Regions from separate parts of the Anser cygnoides genome. Here region 1 is linked to region 2. The links are chromatin contacts, called in public Hi-C maps. All regions are on one chromosome and are shown on one strand. The core of a region is the stretch at or near the end of the contact, and the rest is flanking DNA. Distances in the headings are between cores, read along the strand shown. Region 1 holds the start of FGFR3 (fibroblast growth factor receptor 3). Region 2 has its middle 160 kb from the start of FGFR3.

The links. Hi-C and Micro-C count contacts between places; a contact is called where the count stands out from the background.
Region 1: a Hi-C map of fetal liver shows a contact between it and region 2, with 1.9 times the contacts expected there. The contact joins the promoter of FGFR3 here to the enhancer-like site in region 2. A contact is called at or near these places in 2 of 7 Hi-C or Micro-C datasets (fetal liver and liver).

The regions. Positions count from the first base shown.
Region 1 is chr4:8,436,845-8,442,396 of Taihu_goose_T2T_genome, forward strand. It overlaps FGFR3 (fibroblast growth factor receptor 3), which reads left to right and starts at 2,933. Exons shown (of 18, transcript XM_066995590.1): 1 at 2,933-3,083; 2 at 3,983-4,218. The coding sequence starts at 4,032.
Region 2 is chr4:8,278,303-8,283,564 of Taihu_goose_T2T_genome, forward strand. No RefSeq gene overlaps it. Among named protein-coding and RNA genes, the nearest start is that of FGFR3, 160 kb to the right of the region's middle. Within about 2 kb of position 2,444, at least 1 of the 3 cell types and tissues checked has open chromatin away from gene starts, as enhancers often do. A contact at or near this core is called in fetal liver, where this site is marked.

The sequences.
Region 1 (5,552 bases), core at 1,683-4,182, 160 kb after region 2:
TTCATTGCTCTGCTCTCAGTATTAATGCAGGAACCGTTTCCTGCAGCATGCCCTCAGCACGCTCATGCCATCCCAACCCACATCATCCCGTGCTCTCATCCAGCAACGTCACCAAAGGTGACTCATGAGGAGCCCTGGCGCCAAGGGCTTTTGGACAGGCATCTCGCAGCCTGTCCCGTCCCCTTCTTCTGGAGGGAGGCAGAAGGAACTGCTCAAAGCACTCACACCTGCTGTCAATTTTGCTGACAGCAGCCTGCATTTAACTTGTTTTGAGACCATCAGCAGGTCGCACTTTCTGAGAGATTAGCAGCCTCCTTCTGGGCAGGGCTCTGGAAAGGCACAAAGAGGGGTTTTAGCCATGCCAGTGCCCCCAGAGCCTGCAAAGCTCCCAAAGCCCCTTCCCAAGAGAGCCACCTTGGTGGGATCTGGGCAGGCGGAGGCGATGGTGATCAGCTCAGACACCGAGAGCATCGCTGATCACATCGTATTTCAGCTGCTCGCTTGGAAGAGAGCAGCCGCTCGCCATCCCTGAGCTGCTGAAAGGGGGTTGATTTTCATCACTGACAGCTCTGGATATTAAGAGGCTAACCAAATATAAAGTTCTGGGCATGGAAAGCTTATAAAGGGGAAAAGGAGAACAAACATCAGCAGTGAGAGTACCCCAGCATGCAGGGGAGTGCACGCTCCTAGCTTGAGGTGGAAGAAAAACGCTGGGGCTAAATATACGGCTTATAGTGTAGTAGTCCTAAAAAAATGCAATTGTGTTGTGTAGGATTTACTAGTACACGGGACTTTTTATAGTAAGAAAGTGGCTGAGATGCAGTCCAGAGCCGTCGTTTCCAGCACACAGCACTGCAGCCCGGGCTGCGCTGCGGTGGCCACACAGTGACAAAGCAACACCAGGAAATCTGCGCTTAATCGGGTCTGCGCGTGCTGCCCCGGAGGTTACCCAACGGGAAACCTAAAAATATCCCACTCTGGGGAAAACTGTGAACCTTGAAGTCCTTCGTGCAGGACTATCCCAATCCCTCTTTGATTTCCTGTTGTAAAGGGCTTCCAAATGTTATAAGCCTTTAGTTTTCCTCCAAATGAAAAACAGTTCAAAACCATTAAAGGACTTGATCTGAGATGCGGACCTTCATCTCTCCGCAACATTAGGACTTGCCTGGTTGGGATCGGCCATTTCCATCCTATTACCCTGCTCTAGGGCTATCATGAATGCCTTTGGCTTCACCTGACACAGCGGCACAGTCATAGCATATAAAAACCGCCCTGAATTATCACATTTCGGCTTTAGCTGTGGGCTTAGGAAGCTCCTGATCCTCTTTGCAGCTCCGCTCTTGGAGCTCATAATAGTCACAATAACGGGTGTCGCTCTTACCCTGCCGACTTCACACGAGATCAGAATTTGGCCCTGCTTTTCCGAAAAGTCATCTTCAAAACAACGACGGCAACGACCCCGCGCGCGGTGCTGTCCCCGCTATAATTACGCCGCTGCTGCTGTTTTTATTTTTATCGATTTTCTGGCACCTCCAGCGCAGCAGTTGCGAGAGCAAACATCGTGCAGCTTGACATGCTGCCAAGGCATCTCCGTGACGGTGAAACCACCGCGCTTTCCTTTCCCCGTCTGCTTTTCCCTCCATTGTTTTCATTTGAACCGCTGGTGTCACCGGCGAGGGTCTCCGCTGACATGTAGGGATTTCCTCGCGGCGGCCCCGTCTCAATGCTTCCCCACACAATGCGGCAGTATTGAGATGTCAGAGTCTCCCTGCCCCTGATAAAGGTGTCAGGACGGATCCCAGTCTCAGCAACAACAGCGCCAAGCCCAAAGCTCTCCACGGGGCTGGGAGCGAAACCTCTTCACTCCCCTGGATTTCAGCACAGAGCCGGGACCCAAAAAACCTCAGCTCAGCTCTAACGCGAGCTCTCGGTCTTTTTGGGCCCCTGATGCCAAGCGTTTTCAGCTCCGATAATATTTGCATCTATTTTTGGTGAACGAGCTGCTACGTCAAGGGGATTAAAGCAGAGCTGTGACTTCTCGGCGCGAAGCAGCTCGGGTGGCTCGCTGGCAGTGACTGGTGTGTGTCGCTGTGGCTGGGGGTGTCTGAGATGACCGCAGCACCCAAAATCAGGGCTGCTCAGATACAAGCGACATTTAACCAGGTTTTACTGGAGTAGCCGGTCGGGTTAGAGACAGCAGGCAGGCAGAGCCCAAGGGGGACGCGATTACTCCCATCCATACGAAACCAGCGATGCTGGGTGTTTGGAGGGAGTCCCTGGGAGCGCTGGCAGCACACCGCGGGTTTCGCCATGGGGCACAGCAGGGCAGCCCTGCGGGCACGGTGCCTTTTCCCAGCACCCATCCCGGGGTTAAACCAAAGCCCTGTCCCACCTGGGCCCCCCCTACCACCACCACCCAGTTCACCCAAAGTGCAGCAGCTCCCAAAACACGCTCTTGCTGCTCCAGAAGAAAAAGCCCAAATAACAAAAATTTAAAAAATAAAACATAAAAAGCGTGCCACGACATAGCGCCGGGTCCCACACTCACCCCCTGCCCTCCCCACGTTAACAACCCCCCGCCTTCCCTAAGAGACCACCTCCCCCAGCCTCACATCCCAGGACGGTGGGGGCCGGGGGGGGGGGGGGGGGAAGGCATCTTTTTGGGGCCGGGCTCCCCTCTTTTCGGGGCAGGGCTCCCTTTTGGGGCCGGGCTCCTTTCTGGGGCAGGGCTCCCTTCTGGGGCAGGGCTCCCTTTTGGGGCCGGGCCCCCCCCGCCTTTTTGGGGCCGGGCTCGGAGGGAGGGGAGCGCGGGCGGCGGGCGCGGCCCCCCGCGGCTGCGGGGCGGAGCGGGGGCGGCCGGGGGCGGGCGGCGGGGCCCGGCGGGCGGGGACAGCGCGGCCGCCCCGCTCCGCGCCCGAGCAGCGGCGGGCAGACGCCGGAGCGCCGCGGCGGAGGAGGGAAGGAGGGAGGGAGGGCGGCCGGCACCGCGGCCGGGACCCGGAGGACGAGAAGGAGGAGGAGGAGGAGGAGGAGGCGGCAGCGGCTCCATGCGCGGTGCGCGGCCGGCCGCGGGGCTTGCGCAGGTAGGCGCCGCTCCGTGCTGCGCTCAGCGCCCTGCCCGCCGCCGCCGCGGGAGCGGTGCTTCGCGAGTTTCTGATTCTTTGTCCTAGGGTCCCGCATTTTGTCACTGTTCGTCTTCCTTATCGCTCATTTTGGCGTTATTTCTTTTACTATTTATTTTGTCCTTGCTTTAGCGTTCTTACGTGCTTCGTTATTTATTTTCTTGATCTTAGCTCATCACTCTCATCTTATTATTCTTATTTTCTTGCCTGGTTCATTATTCTTGTTTATTTACTCTTGTATACTTTATGTACTCTTAGTTACTCTCACTCTTGTATACTTTATATGCTCTTGTATACTTTATATGCTCTTGTATACTTTATATGCTCTTACATACTTATGCTCTTACATACTTTATATGCTCTTAATTATTTCATCATCCTTATTTATTTCATTACTTATTTCATTAGCTTTATTTATTCCATTATTATTTATTTCATTACTTATTTCATTAGCTTTATTTATTCCATTATTATTTATTTCATTACTCATTTCATCATTTTTACTTATTTCATTACTCTCATTTCACTATCCTGCTTTATTTCATTACTCTTATTTCATCACTCTCATTTATTTCATTCCCCTTACTATCCCATTACTCTCGTCTCGTTACTTTTACTTGCCCCATTCCCCCTATTTATTCCCTTCCTACTTCTTTCACCGTTTCACCTCTCCCCCCTCCCTTTCTCCCCTGGGGGGGGATGTCGGGGTGTGTGTGCCCGGAGGGGGTTGTGCGTTGGGGTGTGCGTGCATTGGGGCGTGTGTGCCCGGGGGCCGGGATGTCGGGGTGTGTATGTCGGGGTGTTTGTGCCGGGATGGGTTCCGTGCCCCCCCCGAGCTCCCCCCCTGCCTGTCCCCGCAGCGCGGCGGCGGAGCGGAGCGCTGAGCGGCGCCCAGCATGCGGCCGGGGGATGTCTGAGGCGGGAGGCGGCCGAGGGGAGGCAGCGGCGGCCCCGCTCCCCCGGCGCCGCGCCGGAGGCATGGGGGCGGCCTGGGGCTCCGTCTGGTGCCTCTGCCTGGCGGCGGCCGTCGGAGGGCTGCCTTCGGCTCGGCGGAGAGGCGGAGGAGCGGCGGAGAGGAGCGGCGGGCAGCCGGCAGGTAAGGGCTTCGCCTCCCTTGGGCAGGGGGTCGGTGGGCAGAGGTGGGGGGGGGGCGGGCTGAGGGAGGCGAGGAGGTGGCGCAGGGGGTGGCTGCCCCCCCCCCCCCCCAAGTGGCCTGAAAGGGGGGGAAAAAAAGTCACCGAGTCTTAAAAAATTTATATATATCGCCCCCGGTTTGAAACGCCGCCTCTCGCTGATACGCCTCAGCTGCTACCTGAGTCGCTGTTTATTTTTCGAAGCTGTTTAATGGACGGGAGCCCCCTCGCAGCCCCCCGTCTTCCAGCTTGCATGTACCCGGCAGAAAAGTTTCCATTGTTCAACGAAAGGGTTTGAAGCCTGGTTGCCAAAAAAGTGACAGGGGAATAAATGGGCTTCGTGGAGGCTGGGGGTGGGGGCATTACTTTCATACCCCTTTTGGTTAAAGCTATAAATCACACCGGGGGTTGGTTTTGTTTTCAAGAAAGTCCTAATAAAACACCAGATTCTTAGTGTAACTCGTTTGGCTCATTTTTCACAGCCAAAAGAACTGATTTACAGGGCAAACATCTCCGCCACCGTGTCAGGGCGGCTGAGGTGGGCGCGGGCAGCGAGCAGCCCCGTGCCGCTCGCACGGGACCCAGGTGTCACAGCCTGCTGCGGGTCTCAGCATTGGGGCTGTACCAGGGGACCAGGGGGACAACATCCCGTTTGGGACAGCGGGGAGCTCGGCCATGCTTTGGGATTTCCCGCGGAAATCCTCACGATGAGGCTCGCTCGCTGCGGAGTCACTGTCAAAGCCCCCCCAGGAGCCAGGATCGGGCCCCCGAGCGGAGGGCTCCAGGGTCCCCTTGCCGCCCAGCGATGTCCCCAAGGCTGTCCCATGAACCTGAAGCACTGGGGGCTTGCCACGGGCAAAGGGGGCTGAGAGGGCGGGCGCCGCGATGCCACGTGCGCGGGGAAGCGGCGGCCGAGCATCGCCCGGCGCCTCGGCCGGGCAGCGGCACCCGACCCGGGGTGGGAGGGAGAGAGGTTGTGCAAAAGCAACTGTAAAGGATATAAACCTTCCGCGCCAAGCAAAAACACGTTTTGCTTTTCAGCCTTTGAACGGCATGGTAAAAAAGCAAATTCTTTCTCCTGGTCAAATGGGCCATGGGGTATTGGCTCATTACTGAGGGTTGTTGTTCGCTGGGCTTTGCATTTACAGTCTAAGGCCTTATTTTCCATAAAGGGGCTTGGAAGGATTTTTCCCCAGTGATCTAATTCTCCACACGGGGCTGTGAAGGCTATAACAGCTACTGCTTTGTGCCTATACTCAGCTACATAAAACACACATTGAAGGGAGGCATTCTCGAG
Region 2 (5,262 bases), core at 1,194-3,693:
TGTTTGGTGTGAACAGCCAGAAAGGAGAGCCCTGGAGCAAACGAAACCAAGAGAATACATGCCTTTTTTTTTTTTTTTTTTTTTTTTTTTTTTGTCATGGGTGGATTACTTGGTGCCTTCTGATGCTGTTCTGTGCTCATTCTTTCTGCTGATTTCGATCTCTGCTGAACTGAGCCTTGGTTTTGGGAATAGCTTGTTATTGCACATCTGCAGAAATATTGCACAATATTAACTTTCAGCAGCCTTGGGCCGGCATGCCCTTTGTGCGGCTGATGCATTCTGCTGGCCTTGAACCACGACTGCAAATAATGAAGCTGTGTTGACTCAGGCTTTATTTCTGATAATTCTGATAAATCTCAGAATAAATCTAACCCCCCACATGCTTTTTTTTTTTTTTTTATTGTTTTTATGCCTAATACTTAAATATTTTCTCAAAATCTTTAGCCAAATCATATCTAAACAAAATGTCTCTGTGCTGTTAAAGGTGTCCCAATCCTGTATGTATTTCTTTGAGACCAGTTAGCAGCTGGGGAGAGCAGTCACAGGTTTATATCATTGTGAAAGGTAGGAAAATTGGTGCATCAGGTATGTTTCAGTGCTTGGCACACAGGTATGTGTCTCACCCTTGCTCTTGTCCTGATTTATTCAGATACTGCTAAAACTGGCACCGCTATCACTTCAAAGCCAGGAAACTTACCCCATCCAGTTCCTACTGAATTCACCTATCTGTATAGCTCTTAGAGAAAAAAAAAAAGGGTATTTCAGCATAAAAACTATGTGGTTATACGATCATGAATGTCTTTTGAAAGGCTGGGAGTCCTTCCTCTCCCTGGGGGGGTCACAGAGTCAGGGCTCGGGTGGGAAGCAGGGACAAACACCCTGAGCTCACACCACCACAGTCACTGCCTAAACTGGGACCAGTCTGACCATTGGCAACCAGTGAGGCTGGGGTGCTCACCCTTTGTCCCTTGGTGTGCTTCGTGGTGGGGACTAAGTCTGCTGAGGCTGCTTTGAAACTGTGCTTTGAATAAGAAACTTTCTACGCAGGTCCCACCAGAACAGATTCAAATTCCTGCCCTCCTTCACCCAGAGCAGCACTTTCATCCCAGATCACTCCAAATTAGGCAGAGAAAGGATTAAATCTGATTCTCTGCATTCCCAGCCAGTAGAGTAGCCTTCAGCATCTGAGCCTGTCTCTATCGGTCTATCCCCAGCCCTTCCTGCTACAAACCAATGTATCTCGGCAAAACATTTCAGCTTTGCCCAAGCTGCCTTTCTGGGAGCGGAGGAGAGGGATGGCTGCAGGCAGCTCTGCTGCAGCTGCTGACTCATGGCAGGACAGATGCTGATACCTTTTGCCCATGTTCTCTATCACCATTACAAAAACCAGGGTGTGAATCAAGCCTGTGCTATTTTGGACTCACTCCATTGCCTGAAATAGGCAGACCTATCCAAGCTTCTCCGGTTTCTTTCCTTCTTTTTCCTTCCCTCCCCATGCAAAGGGCTGTTCCTCCTTCGAGATACAGGAAAATATCCTGAGCCCAGCACAGCTCTGCAGGGCCGTGATTTATACCCAGTGCTGCAGATGCACTTTTTAAAGCAGGCTTAAAAATGACTCCCCTTAATAGAGATTAAATATTGATTACCTAAGTAATAGCTCTGTCTGCAATAGGAAATAGATTTGGAGCAACCCCCACACATCAGCTGCACGTTATCCGAGGAAATATTGTACCAGAGGAAATGTTGAAAGTTTGCAAATTCTGTTCTAAAACCATCCTCATCTTCTATCTTGGTACATACAAATATGTATATAAACATGTATATGACTATATATATATATACACACACACACACAAACTCATCCTTTAACTTCCCCTGGAAATCTAGCTCATTTAACCTCCTGGTGATTACTTAACATTTTCAATCACGCCGTTCCTGCATCTTCCCTTGTTGCTTGGCACACCGCGTGTCCTCACCGGTTTGGAAAGCAAATGGTACAGAAAAGTGGGGCTCGTTGCAGCGTGCCAGCCATGTGACATGAGCGTGCCCCCTGCCAACAGGCTGCATCGTGTGGTGTGGCAATGTCATCGGCGCTGTGTCACGCGAGGATGGGGAGGGACGGGGAGGACGTGGTGTGAGATGACCACAGTGACCACAGAGTGCTGGGGTGCAGCACAGGGAGCCCCGTGGACGTGTTTGCTACGTGGCATCAAAGAGCTGGAAGGAAGCCACCAGGTCCCTGGGGGAGAAGATGTAGGCCCTTTCTTTCTCTCTTCCCCTTTGCTCTTCTCCAGTTCATGGATTTTGGGGTCTCCAGTGTTTCAGTTATTCAGCCAGCTGGCCCTGGGCTCCCATCAGCTCTGCAGCTCTCAGAGCTGCTCAGCCCAGTCCTCATTAGTTTGGCTCCTGCAGACCTGCCAAAGCCAGTGGCTGATCCCTGCTGCAGCAAGCTGACTTTAAAGAGGCGATCTTCTTTGCCAACTATTATTGCAGGACTTTGCTTATCTGCTCAATTTGTTGGGAAAAGATAGCAATTTTCCCTGACCTTTCCCTTCAGAGATAACATCAAAGCAAGGTTAGATGTTAGATAAAGCCCAGGGACATGTGTCCTCCATTCCAGTTTGCAGCAGCATGTCCTGTCAGCAGAGTGCACAGCATCTTTGAAGCACATGAGCATCAGACAGAAATTGGAAAGATGTCTGCAATACCAGCATTGGTCTCGTTACTCTGTTCATCTTTCATGAATCATGAGAGCATAAAAGGCTTTTTCCCTCCTGTAGGACGTCCCCTTTGATTGCTGCTGCAGCCAGCTGAACACCTGTCTGCTGGGAAACTCCAGTATTCATGGAAAATCTCCTCGGTTGGTAACACCGCCTGGCAGTGCAGCAGGACTCCTGCACTTGACAGCACTGTGCATTCCCACCCTAACTCCAGCTTGCCAACAAAGTTAAAGGTGATGCTTTTACCCCATAAACTGCACAGGTGTAATTTTGCTGTACGGTTGATAAGCGTTACATAGGTGTAAATTTCTCAGACACAGTTTTCCTCATATTTATTTATTTATTTAACATCAGAGGCAGATTTCATCATTTAAATGGGGGCAGTCTAGAAGACAGCTGAGACTCTTGTCTCTGCAGAAATTCCCCCCAATAGTTTTCTGATGCCAGGAGTTGTTTGTAAGGGACACCCATTGACGACTTCACTGCAAGATTTCTCAAAGCCCTTTTCTTTCCAAGGATCTACAGGTCTCGGTTTTCAGAGGCTCACTACTAATGAACTCTTTTGTGTCATTCCTAGCAATTAGCATCATCACACTGTCCCTCAGGTGAGTAAGCCATAACATGAAAACAGTTACAAGTAAAACAAAGAAAGGTGGTGTTCAAAGATGAAAAATCTGCTTGGTGCCTGGCTCCATTTCATCCTCCACAGGAACGAGGCATCCAGCTGACACACATCCACAGGCAGGCAACAGTGTGAGAGTCCTGCCAGGAGAAGCTGAATTAAGACTCAAATTGTGTGAGCCAGGCCAGCAGGCTGAAAAATCACTCATTGTGTTGCCAGATGCTTTGGCCTGGGCTGGGGATAGTAACGCAGTCCTTTTTAGCACTTGTCTGAAGCAGGCGATCTGGCAGTGAGGCACCCAGAGCAGTTCAGAAACTGGAGTTGTGTGTCAGCAAGTCCCTGTGAATTTGAGTGGGACCCAGGCTGGAGAAGCAGTTTGTCAAGACCCTGTAGCAAATTCATGTGGCTGCACCAGAAATACTCTTTCTTAGCACTGCTGCACCTTTCCTGAAGACATATAGATAGAGAGAGATGGCAAGAAAAAGGGTGGAGTGATGCAGTTAGCTGGGGGTTAGAAATATCCTTCTGCTTGCAGGGGCTCTGACTGCACCTACAAAACTCTCAGAGTGGTCAGAGATCTCGAAATACCCCTCGGGCTTCTCTTTGTTTTGTTTTAAACAAACGTTTTTGAGATTATTGGTCTAAGTGTAAATGTGATAGCAGCAATTATTGATCCAAGCACATTTTATATTACCAATATTCAGGATATGGGTACCCGGGTCCAGGTGACAGCATACCTTAATCCTACAGGTGTCCTGCAGACACCATGTGGGGAACTGAGACACAGAAGCACAAAGGACTACAGAGCCTGCAAAGTGATGCAAAACCTATGTATGGCCGAGCTTGTACACAGTGAGTATGTTTCCAAAAGCCAGGCACAAGCGTGCGAGCTCAGGATGAAATAACAGCCTTTCAGCTCAACATGCCTGTGCATATGTTGACTCGCTGAGACTCCGGCAGTTTCCTGTGGCATCATTTGTACCAACGTGCATTTCTACTTTGTACATTTTTTTTTTTCACACCCTTCAGAGCCATTTCAGACCTCCTAGAGGAGATCTGAACACGTAAAACGACCACCCTCAGAGCTCCCAGAGCATGTGCTGAGGTCAGTGGTCTCTGAGGGTCTGCAGGAAAACATCCCTGCTCCCAAAGAGATGCATGGCAGCAGTGCACCAAGAGATCCTCCTCTTGGTATCCAGTTCTCTAAAGTGTGTGAAAAACACCCACAATTCAACCTTGATCCAAATTAGCAGGAAAAAGGAAATTCTCTATGGTCAGGTGTCTAAAACTGGTGTTTCATTAACATATTATCTCTGTCCTAGCTCATTAAAAACATGTATTCGTCTTCATTTTATTAATCCTGTCTGTGGCATCACAGCTGGGTTATGAATCTGTCGTCTGATCTGCCTATTTCCTTGCTTTTAATATTTCAAAACCCATCATTAAAAATGAATATAGGCAGAAATTTCAATCTCGGATAATTATCACTAACCATTAATTGGTTTTCAGCTGGCATATTGTGTGCCAGGTGAAACAGACATAAAAGAGATATTCCTTTATCTGTCCTGAAAAGTATACTCACCGGGAAATGTCCTGATATTTTCAGCAGAATCAGGTTTGTCCTGTGTTCCAAGTAATAGCTGCAATATTTAGTTTTCATTTCTACTTAAATTCATGTGAGTATTTTACTAACAGATTTTTCTATGTAAAGAAGGATCTATTGTGAAAAGGTGCTCTACTGAAAAACTAATATTCTCTTAAAGAAAATATATTCATTACAATTTTTTAATCAACCTTTTTATCCTTACAGTAATGTGTTAACTGCTGTTAAAACTGATGAAAAATCTAAAATAAAAAATAGTTAGTTGCATTGTGCATATTTTTTTAACAAGGATTTAGTCAGAGTGAGAACATAGCCTG